2 separate regions of the Zea mays genome follow, and region 1 is linked to region 2. The links are chromatin contacts, called in public Hi-C maps. All regions are on one chromosome and are shown on one strand. Each heading gives the region's core, a stretch centred on a gene start, on an enhancer-like site or on the middle of the called end of the contact. The rest is flanking DNA. Distances are from core to core; before and after follow the strand shown.

The links. A called contact is a pair of places that touch in the nucleus more often than the background predicts.
Region 1: a contact with region 2 is called in a Hi-C map of leaf, with 6 times the contacts expected there. The contact joins the promoter of LOC103629262 here to the enhancer-like site in region 2. A contact is called at or near these places in 6 of 25 Hi-C or Micro-C datasets (bundle sheath, ear, leaf and 1 more).

The regions. Positions count from the first base shown.
Region 1 is chr6:47,734,352-47,737,165 of Zm-B73-REFERENCE-NAM-5.0, forward strand. It overlaps LOC103629262 (probable serine/threonine-protein kinase WNK2), which reads right to left and starts at 1,359. Exons shown (of 9, transcript XM_008650431.4): 1 at 888-1,359; 2 at 757-794. The coding sequence starts at 962.
Region 2 is chr6:47,545,399-47,548,291 of Zm-B73-REFERENCE-NAM-5.0, forward strand. No RefSeq gene overlaps it. Among protein-coding and RNA genes, the nearest start is that of LOC118472178, 4.9 kb to the left of the region's middle. Within about 2 kb of position 1,488, at least 18 of the 20 cell types and tissues checked have an H3K27ac peak or open chromatin away from gene starts, as enhancers often do. A contact at or near this core is called in bundle sheath, ear, leaf and 1 more, where this site is marked.

The sequences.
Region 1 (2,814 bases), core at 109-2,608, 190 kb after region 2:
AAAATGTCAACTTAATAAGCATAGGACATCAGGTACAAATGAAATGGGAAACTGAAAAGAAGATAACACACCGAGAAATCGCAGCACAGCAATGCGATAATGTATTCAAATGAAAGAATGTCAGAATTTGCACTGAACAGCAATATATTGTTAGACAGAGTATGCTAGGCCCCAAGAGGCTGCACCTAGAGGCATCAGGGCAGGAACTTTGGACAACAAGCGCATCAGAAAGCATCGAGCCAATCCAAGTGGCACGATGCAATCACTGGGCAAAGTGCCAAGAACCTAAGAAAATATTCCATCCCCCGTGGGTAAACATGTGGGTCTTCATTTGATAGCACCAAGTAAAACCACCCTGGCTGTAAGCCCGTAACCGCCATACCAAAATGTCGAGTTGATAGCCTAGGACAGAAGGTACAAAATGGAATTGGGAACTGAAATGGAGACAATGCATCAGGCAGTCACAGCAGAGCAATGCGGTCACGTATTTTAAATGAAAGGAGATCAGGATTCCCAACAAAAAGGCAATATGTGAGGCATCATATTCATATATAGAGAGAGTGGCATCGGGCCTGGAACTTTGAGCAATGAGCGCATCAGAAACCATGGAGCCGATCCAAATCGGCGAGAACCTAAGAAACGGTCCCCTCCCATGGCATGGACCGCGTAAAGCCGGGATCTTTAATCGATCGCGCGAAGTCAAAGGGCCCCGAATCAGACCCAGGCGTCAAACGCCCAGGGGGAATGGAAGGATACACCGTCTTGAAGGCGCCCTTGCCGAGAACCTCCGTGTACTGCAAGAGTGCGGAATGCGTGAGCACGGCAGCGGGGGTGGCGAGGGATCGGAGGCGGGGAGGGTGGTCGGGGGAAGGGAAGAGAGGCATTACCCGCCCGTAGCGGCCGGTGGGGTCGACCTCGGCGAATTCCGGCTCCGTCTCCGTCTCCGGCGGCGTGGGTGGCATCGCGGTCGGGCGGCGCGGGCGGGCGGGCTGGGGAGGTTTGCCGTTTTGGGGCCGTCGCGGCTGGGCGCTTAATTGGGATCACAGGGGTCTCGCGCTCGCCTCCCTTTCCGGCCGGAAAGCAACCTTTCCTCTCTTGAGTCTTGAGAGAGTTGCGTGTGTGAGATCCGACGACTCCACCTCGGCCCACCACCACCACCACCCCAGACGACAACTGCGACTGCGTGCTGGAGAGTGGAGACGAAGGTCATCGAGACTCAGAGTGAGTCACGTACTCACGTAGCCTCTCGAGGATCATCCAGGTTCCTATGTATGATTTTTTCCTGGATATACCAGCATTTATGGCATTCTGTATCCTGCAACGGAATTCAACAATATTAACATGTGGCTTTACCAATACAAAAACACGAGAATATCAAGTATATATAAGGTTTTGCTTATACAATGTGTTTCTTTCAATTAGAAAATAATTGGAAAAAATACAAACATAATCAATACTCTTTTAGCTCACAGCTTCGCCAGTTTGACTAATAGATGTAGTGCAACAACTAATATGTAATTAGACCTTACGTACAAGCGACCACGTGAGACTCTTGATCCGTTAGATCATGATCCAACCATGTATCACATTTGATACTTAAATCTTCTATCACTGGCTCGTGTAGTTTTATAGAAAACTCCTAATAAACCACGATTATATCTACAGTTGAATCATGATCTAACGGACCAAGATGTTTGCTTGCACACTTACACATAAGGTCTGATTGCATATTAGTTGTTGACTAGATGTAGAGCCCCTTAGGCTATCTTCAGCAGCTTACTCATACCCATATTCAGACTCTACTATGCGAACAATACAGTCTACAGCGCACAACAGTACAAAAATAGTGTTTTTGGGTAAACTTTAGATATACTGTTGTAGACGGCCTTATAAGGTTTTTGCCTTCAGAGGCACTTCTTGTGAGAGGACACTCTTGATTTTGATAGTTGAGGCTAACTTGTTTTATAGAATGTATTTCCATATTAGGGTTACTTTGTCTCTAATCTTACTGCATGCCTTGTTTATTCCAAGTTGTTTTAATAATAAAATAAATTTCTAGCATCTACTATCAAGAAATCGTACATATCCAAGTGTCAACTATAAGACCAGGCCATAAAGTTGACTCCAACGGTTCTTCCTCCTAAATCTCCAATTCGCGCCTTTTATTCATATTTTAATACCTCCTGTTAAAAGATTCATCCCCATATTTCTCCTTTTCTTCAACAATACCCCTATTCAGCTCCCTCTATATACTATACTCAACTATTTAATATTTGTATGTCACGTTTTAAGTTTAAAATCATCTAATTTGTGTACTACTTTAATACACATTATTATCATATTATAGAGCACGAAAAGGATTAATTACACAAATAAATAAACATAGTGATTAGCGAATAGGGGAGATTACAGCACCTCCATCAGATGGATTTTCATATTCCCCCACATTCTTGGTGAGGTGAGGGGGAACGTTGGACGTGTTTTCACCTTGTCCATACACACAGATGTCGGTGGGGAGGTTCTGAGGGATCCATTGGAGCACATCTAAGGGTATGTGTGGGGGATAGATATTCTTGGATCACCACAGCTCAATTATGCTCCATGGGACGTTTGCAAGGCCCCCAATGGGTCGCTCGAAAGGCGCCTAGTATGCCTCATTTGGATGCAACCGGAGGGCACGAAGGCTTCCAAGATCGTATCCCACACATGAAGCGTACGTGTAGACCTCATGAAGACCAACTGACCACCGGTAAATGTGGTGTAGCTCTAGCAGAAGCAGATAGATAGAGATCGTGTTCTAAGTTGTGCGGGGTG
Region 2 (2,893 bases), core at 238-2,737:
ATGTGAGAGTCCTGAGCTGCTCATGACCGCGAGCATGGCTGATATACCAGTTTTACACTCTGCAGAGGTTGCGCCCTTTACCCACAAGTCATGTATCCCGTCTAGCCAGGTTTAGCTCGACCCTTAGACACTTCCGAGGTGAATGGCTAGGGATCCACTACGAGGCATTTACAAAGTTCCACCGCTACGGTTTCTGAGAAGGGCAATATAGGAATCCTTCGTCCAAAAAGCCATCGCAGCATGATCGACTCGAGAACCTCCCTATACGCAGCTCCTCTACCGCCCTTGCCCCTTTTGGGTAAGGTAGTCCTCCACTAGCTTTCCTAATTAGTCAGCCAAGGGCGTCCCATTCCACCCTTGTGGTAGCACGAATATCTGAAGTTAAGCAACATGTTCCAATTAACACAATGATCTTGTCATGAACAATAATTAGAACAACAGTATAACTAGAACATGATCATAATATAATATTTATCCCAAAATCAGGTAAAGCAATAGCAAAACTGCCCAAAAGTTCAGTGGTAAACAAGATGTGGGATAAATAAGTCTAGGGAAACCTATTAGGTTACATCAGATTAACCTGAGCATGTCATAGTGATTAACAGGAACATTATTGGGTAAAAAAGTGATCAAGGGCATAACTTGCCTTAGACTCGAGATTCCTAGGTACCAACTAGTTCTTCAAGTGACTCGTAAACTCGCCTCTACTCGTAGCAATACAAATAAACAAGGTATATGCAAAATTAACATCACACCAAACATAAGAACATAGTGCATAATAATGATCTACGCGTCGTAACTCGATCCTAGGTTCGAGAACCACTAAATTCGGAGTTATGGTTAACGAGTTGTGGTTTTCTGTAGATTTAAGGTTGGATACAAAAGAAATTTAGTGCATAATTTTAACCTATGTTTCATAACAAAATAAGGTTACCAGATGATAAACAATTATAATATGAATTTATTGCAACTGGAATGGATCAAAAAAGAGTTAAATTCATAGAGTTATGAATTTCCTAAGATTGGGACTTTATTTTTTGCACTAAAAATGATTTCTGTATTTATTTTAATCAATTACTCAGCTATCTGGACTGGGGCCATTAATACCACAGAGCTCTGGGTCAAAACTGCAAATTCTAGGGCTCTATTGTAATTACTTTTGTATTGCCGTGGAGCGCGGGTTGATTCTTAAAACATTTAAGGATTCTTTTGCAAATTTACATGGCCGAAGAGGTACGCTTCGACTAGGACTGTTGGATCACAAGCCCACCGTCAGGATTAGATCGGACCCCAGACGAACCAGAACGTGCTCCCAATTGTCAGATCCGATCCCAATGGTGTGGATTAGATCTGGCTTTAACCCAAGCGGTACACGCTTGAGGTTGTTGATTCGAAGATCGACGGTCAGGATGTTATAGAAGCCTTAATTACCCACGCCCCACCGATCAAGATCGAAAGGTGGAAGGACGCGGAGTTCAGAGCGCATACCTAGTCAAATCTACATTGTTCCTGACGATCGGACGGTCACCATTCCCCCATGTCCGAACGATACGCGAGATCTTATCGTGTCCATCCATTTTCGATCTGATGGCCCCCACGCGTCTTCTCCCACACGAACTTTACCGACGGTGGAGGCGCCCTGCCCACGGTGGAGGGCCCGCCAGAGAAAGCCGAATCCGTGCACCCAGGATCAAACCCCCGATCCGATTGATTCTAAACGGTGCTACGAAAATAGCGAAGATGTCTGGGGACCTTACCTAAGGACTGGAGCATCAGAGGATCATGGCCTCGAGGACCTGCGACATGGTGGTGGCCATACATTCCGTTGAGCAATTCCATGCACCACCGGTTTCAAGTTCACCTGATGAGGTCATGGGCGTCCCCCATGAGACACGAGGAAGACCCCCTGCCAACCGCCGAGGGCACAATGCCGGTGAACCAGATCTTCACCCACCCTGCATGGTGGCCCTCCATCTCCTTCCCAGCTACTCGCCGCAACGACGTGCTCTAAGGCGGGGCTCGACAGGAGTTCGCCAAGGGGGGTGCGGTACCCAGGTATTTATCACCGGGGTAGGACAGTCCGAGCCTAAGGGTGCTTGATAGGCGGGATTTTTGGGCTGTTACCACAACAAAACAACCCCGATGTTTACTCCATGTGCGAGATTGAGAGGGGAAAGAATGTCTAGCGCCCCCATCTCGCGGTCAGCCATCCGGGCAACAGAGAGCGCACATGGCCGAGGGGAAAGGTGGACGAAGTAGTGAAAATCACCGAGCAGATCTCGGGTGAGCCTCCAGCTTGAAGACGACCCTGACAAGCTGGGCCGACATGCCAGGCTCCCAGGTGAGAGGCACCAATGGCAGAGTTGGGCCGAAATGTGGAAGAGTGGCCCATCTGGCTTCCTCTTTTTTTCTTTGTTTATTTTTTTTATTTCATGTTTCCTATTTTCAACCTTTCAAATTCATATCAAAGTTAAAGTTTGATTTTGAATATCACATTTCAAATGCAGAAAACAAAATCCCAACATGATGCAATATATACTTATTATTATTATATTTTTATATTAACTATCATATTTCAAATGATGCAAATGTGTTGCACACACATAAATAACTTTAATTTTCAAGAGATACATTGTTTGTCCAATTAAAATCTTATTCAAAACTTAATGTTTTATGACCATTTATTTTGTATGATCTTTATGGAGAGATAATTTAATTTAAATCTTATGGAGAATACTTCTGAACATATAATTCAATGACACTATTAATTTTATATGAGGATCCTTTATTTAAATTTTTTGTTCTAAACCATAATTATTTAAACCTTAGGATAAACTTAAATTACCCAAAATATGATTTGAGGTGTTACATCAAGACAACCAAACTTCCTTTT